Linked DNA regions of Zea mays: region 1 is linked to region 2. Evidence: chromatin contacts called from public Hi-C data. All regions are on one chromosome and are shown on one strand. The core of a region is the stretch at or near the end of the contact, and the rest is flanking DNA. Distances in the headings are between cores, read along the strand shown.

Region 1 (6,281 bases), core at 3,655-6,154, 530 kb before region 2:
TGAGTTCAGCTGCACATGATGTGCTGTAGCCATTTTTAGAGGCTGGGTCAGCATGCTCACCATGAATCACTTTGGCAGGCCAGGATTCAGGAACAACTTTCTTAGCACTGTTGATAACTGACCCTTTGGCAGGCCAGGATTCAGGAACAACTTTCTTAGCACTGTTGATAACTGACCCTTCAGCCTCGATATCAGCGCTCCGGTGCCTCTTGACACCTGCATTCCTTCTTATAGTAGTTGGTGCTTTCTTTGAATAACTCGTTTCAGCCTGGACATTCCTTGAAGTGTCTTGAAATTGTTTTGTGCTTTCTTTCACAGTGGCATCAGACACCACCTTCTCAAGTTCAGAATTTGATGCCACTGCCATTTCATTACCATTAACTTTGACTGGATCTTCTATCCTACTGCTGGCATTTCTATAAGAGGGCACAACTTGTGAATTATTTGAACTGTGCACAGATTTGTCATGTGCCGGATCCTTTGTGAAGGCATTTCCTATCTCATTCAAGCAATCTTGATTTGCTGCATTACCACTACTGTGTGTACTTTCCCCATCCTTATCCTGAAACGGGAAACCTGCACTTGTTTTTCCATCTTGAACAGTGGCTGAAGAACTCATGGCACATTTACTTTCTGTCATTGCTTTGAATGACATCCTTCCTTTCTGTAAAGATTTTACATTCTTATCACTTGAAGAATATTCAGAAAGTTTGATTCCATTGATGGGACCACCATGCTTGAGAGAAGTCTTCCTAGATCTTGCTTGTCTGCTTGTAGAAAAGCTAGAGCGTTCCTTTCCCAAATTAACAGCATTAGCTTCAACTAGATTTATTATCCTTTCAGATGCATCACTCACTCTACTCACAAATGGAGAATCTAAAGGACCAGTTTCTGACGCCAAATCTTCCGTTTGCAAATTTATGCTAGCTGGGGAGACCAAGCTCTTCCTTTTCTGAGCACATGCACCATCTAGTCCATCCTCACGCTTAGGATTTTCATTGCCTGCAATGCTCTGAACATCAGCAGGTTGAATAACCTTTTGCTGTCTTGTTTCTAATGTAGAAAGATTGGAGTAACCTCTCAGTGTGCTTTCTTCAGCCCTCTGAGGTGATACCATATGGTTAACTGAATACCCTTCCTGTAAAAATGAATTCCGAGAGGTCTTTTTATAGTTATTTGTGTTCTTGATGTAGTTAGACATGGAATCACTACGAGGCTTCGGATTGAACTCATGATTGTTGAGCTTGGCATCGGCATTTAAGTAACCAGCTGCTGTGATATGACTACCTGAGGGTCTATCCTTCTCCTGATGTTGCCATCTGTCAACTTTTGATGAATCGAGCTCGTCCACAGACTGATTTCCTCTCAAAGGACTGGTCAATAAGACTTCAGCAACATCAGTCTGATCATGGCTGGCAGAATATTTTCGAGAAACATGATCTGTATGGCCTTTTAGAACGTCCAGGGTCCCATTTAAGGTATCTACATGATTTCTAAAAACAGGCATTTTGCTTGTGCTTTGAGGACCTAGAACACCACTTGCAAGGTCCTGTGTCCTTGCACCAACATATTTTTCTTTAACTTCCTGCAGATTTGGGCTATTTGTGGTTCTTACAGTGTCTCTCTTTTCACCAGAAGATTGAATGGGAGCGAGTATATCAACCTTGGCAGAAATTGGCAACAAACTAGAGTCAGGATTGTCTTGGCCTGTAATATCATGGGTATTGATGTCTGCATCTTCTATATTCATGATATGAACAGAAGGACTTTGAATGGGTCCAAACACATCAACATTAGCAGAAACTGCAACCGTAGAGTTAGCACTGATTCGGCCTCTAATGCCATGTGTCTTGCTGTTGTCATCTTCTGTATTTACGATATGAACAGGAGTGTTCGAATTCCTTCCTACCACCACCTCTCTGTTACCACTGTGAATGATAGGTGATCACTGATAAATCTACATCAGGCTTGGTAAAAGTTTCATCGTATTTTTTTTCAGTTGAAAAGCGCACCTGACACTGGGCCTATTGTTCAATGACCTTGGTTCTGATGCTTCTGCTTCATGTTCAGAGTCAATGGCATGTGTATCCATTAATTCTAGCTCCCAACTACTGTGGAATTAGTTTTCAATGCATTCTGTTAAATTGGTATACCAGGACAGGACCAGATCTATCTGGGATTACAAAAAGACCAGGAAATAAGTACTGCAATTATACTTACCTTTTGCTATAATCACTGACTGGGAGAATTTTCCATGCCTTTAAGCTGAAACAATGAAGAGGGTAACATAAGCGATCCAATTAACATGTTGACTTTCTATTAAATCAGGAATGGTGGTTTTGAAATACCTACCAGTCTTCCAACCACTGGTGATTAACAAGTTTGATGTTCACCTTTTTTGCAACCTCATACTTCTCACCTAGTATTATATGTTAAATCAAGGTGTGAAATACTGAAATTCAACAGTACACAACAAAACTATCTAGTATCATGATATATGCATAGTCAAAGAAATAAATTACCAAAGACAGACACCTCATAGACATAATGATTATGTTGTTGGATTACTTCGCTCAAGTTTTCTTGGATGCTTCTTAATATCAAATAACATCTGGACATAAGTTACAAATTACCTCCAGTTCTATATCACAAATATACAAAGCATGGTTCATAAAGTTAACCTTTGTATGGTTCACATACAAATTAAACAGAAGAAATGTCCAAACTGTTATGGAACCAATGAATTCTACAACCAAAAACAAAGATGAGCTACAAATGTGCATTATGGACAAACTTAGAAACATAGCTCTACTACAAATTAGATTTTTTAGATAATGGTAACACACAGTACCGGCCATACTACAAATTAGATATAAGACACTTAACTAATGTTTAGAAACATTTATTTGAAAGAGCATTGTGCATCTTCACATTAAAGTAGATGAAACCAATATGAGCATAGCTTTGTTTAGTCCTGCACCGACTACCGAGTCCCCAGATACATACCCATGTGCAATGTGGAAGGCGTGGGTAGAAATCGATCTACCAAGTAGGGTATGGGTATACCCACATATTATCCAATTTTTACTTGATATATGTGAGCAGCTGAGCTCCATTGTTTCCTGAAGCTGGGACGATCTGTTTCTACATTTTCTTGGTCGCCTCGCCTATGCTGAAGTATATAAGTCAATCCCCCTTTCCCTATCAGCTTAACCTTACCTTTGGTTTGGGTTCGGGCGTGGGTGGGCAACACTGATGCATATCCCCATGCCACCCCCCCCCCACCCACCCCAAACCACCACACACACGCACACAAACAGCAGGCCTAGCTTTGCTAGACAAGTACATGGAACTAGTTATGAAGTTCCATGGGAGGAAACAGCATCAGGTAAATTGCTTGTTATAACAAAATTCAGCATAGTACCTGCTGCAGTGGTGAGAGTTGACTCACTAAGTCACCTGGTCATGGGTTCAAAGTAGCCTCTCCTTATTTGCAGAGGTATGGATTTATCCCTTCCCTAGACCCCACTCACGTGGAAGTCTCTGGCAGTGAATCTATCCTTTTTTATCTATATGTATTGCACGGTTTGATTGATAAAAGAAACAACACACCTTCAAATTTATAACAAGTTTTATCTATATGTATTGCACGATTTGACTGATAAAAGAAACAACGTACCTTCGAATTTATAACAAACAAGGTGAGTGACTGCATTTGCTATCAAAGGTTTTGAGAACCGTGCTCCCATCAAAGAAACCATTTTCTGCATCAAAACATTAGAAGAATCATGTCACAAGCACAATTACAGTACCCAAAAGATTCTGCGTGAACACAACACATTAGTTTCTTATTTGAATGTATAACAAATGCAAGTAACTTTTGCGTCTACTCCTTCCAGTTCCAAAAACGTGGCATTTTCAATCTATTTAAACTTTGGATGTGGAACTATCCTATTGCGTGAAATGGATACACTCGTAGCCATATAGATAAAACTGGGAGGGTGCTACCATCATGTCTTCGCGATAGCGTTTTTGGTAACCCGTCAAGCATATAAGCAACGATTGAGCACCCGGTATTCCCTTCAAATGTCTCATCGGCCAATACAAAACCTGGAAAAGACTGAACATAACGGGTCACAAAACTAAACCGTGGCTCTGATGAAGAAATAAGAGCACAAGTGCCCGAGCAATTAGCAGCAAAAGCCGACCCTATCGGCATCAGCAAGCACCCCGCGATCCAAGCTGTCCTCCACCCACAGCCCGCTGACGACCTTCTTCCCTTGCGCCCGCTCGGCCACGCACGTCGGGTCATCCTACGAAGAAGAACTAGATCAGAGCCCCGTCCCCCATCCAAGCTTGTCAAGACACAGAGGAACCAATTTGCAAACCAAACTCACGTAGATGCGGTTCCACACGACCACGTGTGTGCACCCGTTGCCCGACGGCCCGGCGTCGGTGCCGCCGCGCCGCACCATCTCCGACCGGTACTGCACACGGAACGACGGACGCAGTCGGAACTTTATCGGCCAGAACGTCGCAAACCGCAAATTTGGGCTGCGTAAGCAAATTGCAAGGACGAGGCGCGGGATGCCACGCACGCACCTGGGACGCGTCATAGGTGTTGAATCCGACCAGCATGAAGCGGACGCCGTCGAACAGGTGCTCGTCGCCGATGTCGTCGTCCGTGGCAGGTGAGGCCATAGCGGGCAGTGAAACAGCGGGATGCAGAGGGGAGACGGGTGTGGAATCGTTAGGATTTGGGATTGGAGATTGGGGATTGTTCTTGCTCGAGCTGCGCGCGCGGCACCGGAATGGGAAATCTCGAGAAGTCACTAGGTCAGGAGAGGGCGAGAGAAAAATCAAATGCGGATCTCTGTTTCGGAGGGAAATGAAACTAATCTTTCGCCCCGGGAGGTACCGTTTGGTAATGGGCCTTATTTTCCTTCTGTTCTTTGGACCGGTGGGCTCAGGGTCCGTTGGACCTTTAAAGAAAATATGACAACTGCATTTTAGGGGCAGAATTTTAATATCCAACATTCCAACCACATCATCCTTATAATCCAATCCATCAGGAGTATTTGGTTGCGCAAAGACATCGTTACCCTCGTTAGAGCAGCTCCCGTAGTTATATAAAACAAATTCCTAAATCAAAATTAGGAGAATTGGCATAAAAATATCTCTCCAACAAATTCTTAAAACAATTCTCTAAATTGATCAACTTCTAATCCAACCATATGTACTCTCAAAATATAGCTTTCTTTTTACCACTCCTGAACTAAAAAATCGCGCCAAATATTTCCTCGTCGGGCTGTGTCGCACCTTTTTTCCTCCTCGTCGCTGTCCCAGACGCGCCCATGCGTCTGGCTACCTCGCCGCCAAGTCTGGCTCCCCGCCGTTGCCGATTCCTGTTCTTGGCTGGTGTTCCTGTTCTGCACCGTACTGCCGCCGGTCCCTTCCCCGACACTTGCTCCCGTTTCCCAGCTAGGGATGGCAATGGGTGCCCGAAACCCAATAATCGATGGGTAAAAACCCTATTAGGGCACATGTATGGCGATTTTTTATACCCATGGGTATTTTATTATGTTATTTGTTACACACATCGGGTATGGTGGGAATGAGTATGTTCTCTCTTACCCCATACCCGCTATCCAATTAAAAACTCGCTAACATATGACATGTGGGGCCGGATTAAGGATGCCCTTAAGCTGCAACCTTTTTTCACGTCTTATATATTTAAATATTTAAATATTAAGTACTGTGTATTGAATAATTAGATAATTATCCTAATGTTTTGTGTTGTCGTTGAAAACTCTCTTTTGCTCCAAGAGTTTTGTACTATCAATGATATATTTTGTGTGATTTGATGGCATGATGTTGCCATTTAATATTGAATGATGTTGAACTTGTGATAAAATTATGTTGGGTTCGATGAAGGACTCACATAATGACTCTTAGAAGATTTTGGTTCCTCTACACGGATATCACAGTTAGCAACGTAGCCTACAGGAGCACCTTCAGAAGGACTCTCAGAAGGACCTTTAGATTGAGGAACTGATTCCTCTTCCACTTCAACTTCCACTTCTTCTATGTGTTCTACAAGTCAATTAGAAATACATCAATGCTTATGTAATGCCATGAAATGCAAATTCTCATAAGGAGATGTGGGGTAACACAACCAATTGAAGTTTAGGGTAAGCATATACATAAATCTACACACACAAAACTTGGTGAAGGTAACAAATTTGAATTTACTTGGACAGATCAGAGAACTAGCATATTTG
Region 2 (6,215 bases), core at 3,018-5,517:
GCCGAACTCCACTGTGTCGCCGGCGCGCAACTCCTCCGCCGCCACATTGCTCAGCGTCTCCTCGGACGACGCGCCGGCCGCCGGCGACGTATCGGCAGCAGAAGAGGAAGAGGACGGCATCGCTACGTACCGTCGGCGGCGGCGGACGGTCTGCTTCACACGGGCCAGATCTCCGACGAGCAAAAGCAAGGAGGGCAGACGAGCAGCGGGCAGTTTGAGAAGGAAATTAGGGTTTTCGCGGAGCGCGGAAAGATAAGGTTCAAAACGCGCCGCCCCCCGCCCCCTTTTATACACAGGGCTCGGCGCTTCGGGAAACCCGCATTTCAACAGTACGGCGTCAATCAACGGTCATGTCAAAAACCCCCGCGGAAGCACTTCGAGCGAGGGCAGCGTCTCCACCATCTAGCGACGTCTTCGGCACCAGATGACTTAGTCGAACTGGTCCCTCGGAGGGCAAATGTTAGGGCGAAGGCGAAGACGCCACCCTTCGCTCGATGCCTTCGCCAACCTCGCTGCACCAACGGAGGCAAGACGACTGACAGATTTACCCTTCGTCCCACGCGTCGCCGGACGAAGACCGGCGACGAGGTCGTCGCATCCTGCGGCCTCGTCCAACATGGAGGCCCACGTGTGATCCGGCCCATTGTAACATGCCCTGCGTGGCCGCTGCGCATTACGGGCCTAATTTGTAAATGTCTCCCTGTAATTACAGTCTGTAACCCTGCTTTATGGGAATATTCCGGGGATAACCTAGGTGCCTGAGGGCACATGCGTCCTTAACACTGGACGCTGAGCACTCAGATACCTATAAATACCCCCGCACAGTGCCCTTGAGAGGCCAGATTAACAGAGCTATTGTCATCTCGAGCAAAAACCCTGTTTACGTTGCTTCACTCCCCCGTTAGATCAACTTGCTCGGGAGAGCAAGTTCCAACACTAAGCTTACGGTTAGATAATTCCATATATTGCTCTATATCTTAAAGATGTGATTTTATAATAAATAAATTTAAATAAATAAATAAAAACATTATTTCTAAATCTTTTAACCGACGAGTTCTACTCTCTCGGACCGAGAGAACATAACTTCTAAAGTATACAAACTAGCACATGCCTACTTAGATCATGTTTGAAAGCACCTAGTTTTTAAGAAACCTGTGTGTTTCCAAACATGTCAATTTCTACTTTAGTTTCTAGAAATTGTATTCTATGTTTCTTAGAAACCAAGAAGTTAGCCTTCCCTTGCTAAAACCAGTTTTTTTTGCCTGACAATTTACGTACCACACTTAGTGGGTTTAGTGGAAATTACGATAATTGCCACCGCTACCCTCGATGCATGCACTGTCCGATTTAAATGTATAATTATTATTTAAATTTTTAAAATAATAATATAAGTTTAATCTACGGTTAAAGTTGGCATCAAACAAAAAATATGAATCAATTATTTTTAAAATAGAGTAAGAATAGACTTGTCTTCATGTATAAAAAAACTAGAAACTGGCTTACAAACACGTATACTTAGTTTGTTTCCATAAACCAGTTTCTAGAAACCGTAGATTAAAACTGTTTCTTATACCTGCGGTGCTTCTCAAGAGGCATTTTTCAGCCGTATTCAAAAGCGTTTTTTTTTCACCGCAGTAACAAGGACGGCATATATCGGCCTGGGATTGCAAGCGAGCAGGCAACGCTGTGCGGGAGACGGGAGTGCCCACACGTCAGCAACGCACCAAGCCGGTGGGGCCGTGTCCGGGTTTGTCCGCACGCGCGTCCCGGATCTGGAAACGTCCCCAATGATACGGGCAGGCAGAGAGCGGAGGATCGAGGACGAGGGCACGAGGCGGCCGGCCATCACCCGAGCCCGACACAGCACGTGCGCACGCGAGGCCCCTCCGCCCATGTGCGCCTCCAGCCCTCCACATTTATTATTGTTTATGCACGGACCATCCGTGCCGAGTTCCCGCCCCAGCTCGCCGACGCCGCACCGCCGGCGGCGGCGCCGCACCATCCGCCATGCCAATGCTGCTGCAGTGCATGCGATCCGAGCGCAGCTTTCCCGACGTCCAATGCATCTTGAGTTCTTGACGACGGGAAAGGAGACGCATGACTTTGACGCGAGTGAACGATACAGATGATTTTCCTGTCGATCCATGCCGACGGGCGTCGTGCCTGTGTGAAATTGTCGATGCCATGCCGGGCTTGCCGGCGGGCGTCAACGTACGCGTGCCTATCTTTTTGTTCGTTCCGTACCGGCTCCCAAAAGCGGGGCCGGCGTAAAGGAGGTGCAAAGATGGTTGCACGTTGCAGGGCAGGTTCGTACGCCTCTCAAACAGAAAAAAAAAATATCCGTGCAACTGCAAGACCACGTCCAGCAGTAAAAGCCGAGAGTTGCGCTCAATACGACGCATACTATGCCCCCGTAGGAATACACGTATTTTACGGACGTGTCGCCAGCCGAACCCAAGCTGCTTCATCGTCCTAGCTGAAGGAGCTACACGTAATGGAGCAGTACTAGTGTACTACAGATCTGGTGCAGCGAGACTGCTTTCACAGGATACTGCAACATCACACGCTTTTATACTTGGCACACACACACTACCACGCACACAGAAAAGGCGCCAGCGACTGTTTTCGCGCCATATTCATCGATTGCATTGCTTCTCTCTCAGATGTTCTGCTTGACGTGACCATCGGCAAACTACCTTCCGATCCGAACTCGACACTGACACTGCTATATATACAGAACGCGCACAAACAACGAAGATAAAAAAAAATGCTCGCAGACATGAACAGGACGAACAGGTGGCAAATCAAGCTCCTGGCCCGATCTCTGGTTTCCTTTTGACGATGACTTTTCACCGAGAGAATACGGGGTTGAGGGTTTTGGTGAGCCCGTGAAGCGCGCCGTAGCCGCGGGAGCTGAAGCCCAGGCAACCCAGGAGGCCCTGCCGGTAGGGAAGGAACGTGCGCCGCCGCATCTCCTCCGCCTGCGCACGGTTCGGCGCCGCGTAGAGCCTCTCGTGCGCCGCCGCCACCGTAGTGGAACGTCGCCGCCTGCCCCGGCCCCGGCCCCTACCCTGCCCCCGCGGCCGGCCATCCTCGCCACCGAGACCGCAAGCGTTCTCCGTCGCTGGCGGCGCGCGAGAGGGGCGGAGCCTCGCGGCGAGCCTGTCCCTGGTTACCCAGGACGGGGAGGAGAAGGGCCAGGCTCGTTCGGGCTTGTTAGCGGCGGGCGCCCCGGGGACGTCGTGCGCGTGGGCGCCGCTGCCAGGCTCGCTCTTGCTGCGGTGGAGGAGCATGTCCCTGATGAACACCCAGCGCCGGGACCCGCGCGCTGACGACGTGCCCGACGAGGACGAGGAGGACGTGGAGGAGGACGAGGACGAGCGGGACGAGGCGGTTACCGGCGGGGCTGCCTCCCCGTGCGTTCCCGTCGCGTCGGGGCCGGGGCCGAGATCCGGCGCCGGAACGACGAGCGCATTGATCAGCTTGAGCCGCGGTGACGCGCTGCGGAGCGGGGACATGGACCGCGCGCGCCGGTGCACGGACGCGCTCCGGGGCGTGAGGTCGCGGCCGCGCGTCGGCGCGCGGCCCTCGTTGTCGTCGCTTCCGGGGTCGAGATCCGGGAGTGGGGGCAGGGTGAGCGGCCGGATCTGGCCGTTGTGGAAGAGCTCGTCGGCGGAGATCATGGGCCCGCCAGGCCCACCGAACTCGAACTCCGCGTCGCCCCCGCACCCACGAACACCGGAGCTGGGGGTCGCGGAGGCGGAGCACGAGGTCGAGAGGAGGAGGTGGTGGATGGGGCTGGCCGGCGCGCTGAAGAAGTAGCCGCCACCGCCGCCGAGGGCCTGGGGACGTCCCGGGCTGGACGGCGCGCTGGCGAACGGGGTGGAGCAGGAGCTGTCGATGTCATCGTCCATGGCCTGCGGCTGCGGGTGCCTTTGCTCCGCTGGACGGTTCCTGTTCGTGCTCCTTGCGCCGGGTTGACCTGGTTATGGTGAAGTGGTGGGAACTGGGAAGGGGAGGCTGGGGTGAGGTTATAAATAAATGGGAGCGGTGATAACTGTCCGGAACGAACCAAGGTTGGGTCTAGGCGTGGCGAATGGCGATGGGACGGGGAATCGGGGATGGCCGGATGGGGCAGCAAGCTGCATGGGGTGAGGCGGCGTCAGCCACTCAGCCGAATGGGTTGGGCCCGATTGGATTTACTGCAGTCCTATGTCAACTTGGGCGGTGTGCCTTGTTTTAGCTGGCTGGTGCCTGGTAGAAAGTTTCTGCCCCCAACCACCACGCTGCTATCACCATGTCCGATGGGTAAAAAACTCAGAAACCATGTCAAGCAGGGCAAGCAGATTCAGCAATCGAGCTGAAAAGTGAAAACTATCTATCTCATTGGGTAAACAACATTTATCACTGTTCTGAACAACATGTCTGGGGTGACAGAATAAATAGGGGATATGTAACAGCAAAATTACAGACCAACAACCACACGATTCATCTCAAACTACAAATTTACACTCCTGCCGTGGCGTCCCACGACCATGTCGGCGACGACCTCGTCAAGCAGCGAGCCCAGTACGTGGTTCTCCACCTCCACACCAGCCTCGAACTCCTCCACCAGGAAGTCGACCCATGTGCCCAGCCCGCTGCTCATGTCCTTGTCGACAAGCTCATCCTCCGTCCAGTCTCCCATGCTCTTCCAGCTGGTGATCTCACTGCAGACTTGGGCCTCAACGCCCCGGATCAGCGCTGCTGCTCCCTTGCTCCATGCTGCATATCCTGCCCGGAAGTAGGCCGTGCGCCTTGTCTCCAGGCACTCATTTACGCAGTCGAACAACAGCCGCCTGTACCCTCCACGGCAAAAGGGCTCTTTCCCTTGTTTGTTGTACACATGCATGTTCTCCAATTTCTGGAAGAGGGACGAGTCCAAAGCTGGTCTATCCTGATCGACAAAGAGTGGTCCCAGTTCATCTGTTGTCAAGTTGACACTGCTTAACACGTCTGCAATGTAGTCCAGCTCTGTGTGTCTTGATGTTTTAGAACATTGGGTGACATCTGAAATATCTGATGTATCTACGGATGCGGAAGAGGCTGAGTCTGTTGTTGTCTTTGCCTCGATATCAACTGATGCTGGGTCAATCAAGAAATTCCCTTTGGCATTCTTAACATCAAAAATTGATGAATAACTCTTACCCCCTGTCATGAGGCAAGAATGATTAATCTTCAGGGGTACAAAAATGTCAACAGTTCAAGAATATATCAGAAATTCATGTTAGGTGAATTACCACCGCTGCTGCCTGAACACTCGGAAGACCAGCAACTCTCACTTAGAGAGGTTGGTTCAAGCACAGATAGGGGACTTAGCTCTTCATTTTCATGTTCCTTCCTTGCATTACTTATGCTGCTGCATTCTTGTTCTTCCACCTAAATGCATGTGAAATATTGTATTAGAATTGCATCTACACCTAGGAAGTGGCACATAAGGATTCATGCAGAATGTAAGTCTTAAGTAGCTAAGGAACCTTTAGCACATCCCCCAAAAAAACAACTCCCTGCCATTATCATTATTCTACATGCTAGAATAAAAAAAAAACTCCCTGCATTTTCATTATTCCACATGTTAATTCTTCCTCCTTGATGGGTTCAGCAGACAGGGTCTCTGTGTATATTTACAAGGAGCTGTAACTAAAGCTGAGAGGCAAGCACCACAGAAGAAATATACAACTCATGATTATATGTCAGACACAATACACTGATGAAATCCATTTCCAGATATTAAAGTTGCCATTAGAATAGTCACCACAGAACAGCTACAGAGGTGCCTTAATTCTTTTGCAAGAAGATTTCATTAATGATATTAAGCTACAAACAATCAAACACATTGAGCGGTGAGCAAGCACATGAAGTACACTATTCTACTATGACATAGAATTCTTCACAAAATCCACTTCTCAAAGAAATAATTGGTGCAAAATGTAAAATGATAGTTCCTATAATTAGATTGTATTGGCGTGCTATCAAATTATTCACAAACATACTCAACATATTCATGAATTGTTGGTGTGATATACCATAAGGTAATGCGAAGAAATATGTACCTTTATTTTACTGCCTCGGAAAATTTGGCCTTTTGCTGAAGGGCAGTAATCATATTGAGAAGGTTTGACTTCAGAAGGGCTACAGTCAAATACTCCACTTTCCGAGCCCCAATTGCTGCATGA

Evidence for each region. A called contact is a pair of places that touch in the nucleus more often than the background predicts.
Region 1: a contact with region 2 is called in a Hi-C map of tassel, with 2.8 times the contacts expected there. The contact joins the promoter of LOC103634545 here to the promoter of LOC103634532 in region 2. A contact is called at or near these places in 2 of 25 Hi-C or Micro-C datasets (ear and tassel).

Annotation. Positions count from the first base shown.
Region 1 is chr1:48,364,973-48,371,253 of Zm-B73-REFERENCE-NAM-5.0, reverse strand. It overlaps LOC103634545, which reads right to left and starts at 4,904. Exons shown (of 11, transcript XM_008656553.2): 1 at 4,603-4,904; 2 at 4,398-4,487; 3 at 4,209-4,313; 4 at 4,009-4,110; 5 at 3,680-3,764; 6 at 2,353-2,419; 7 at 2,221-2,265; 8 at 2,013-2,111; 9 at 1-1,928. The coding sequence starts at 4,701.
Region 2 is chr1:47,834,685-47,840,899 of Zm-B73-REFERENCE-NAM-5.0, reverse strand. LOC103634532 (putative protein TPRXL) reads right to left here and starts at 4,267. Exons shown (of 1, transcript XM_008656500.3): 1 at 2,452-4,267. The coding sequence starts at 3,914. The coding sequence ends at 2,850. LOC100193341 (DUF4378 domain protein) reads right to left here. Exons shown (of 6, transcript NM_001309874.1): 4 at 6,093-6,215; 5 at 5,280-5,418; 6 at 4,358-5,190. The coding sequence ends at 4,499.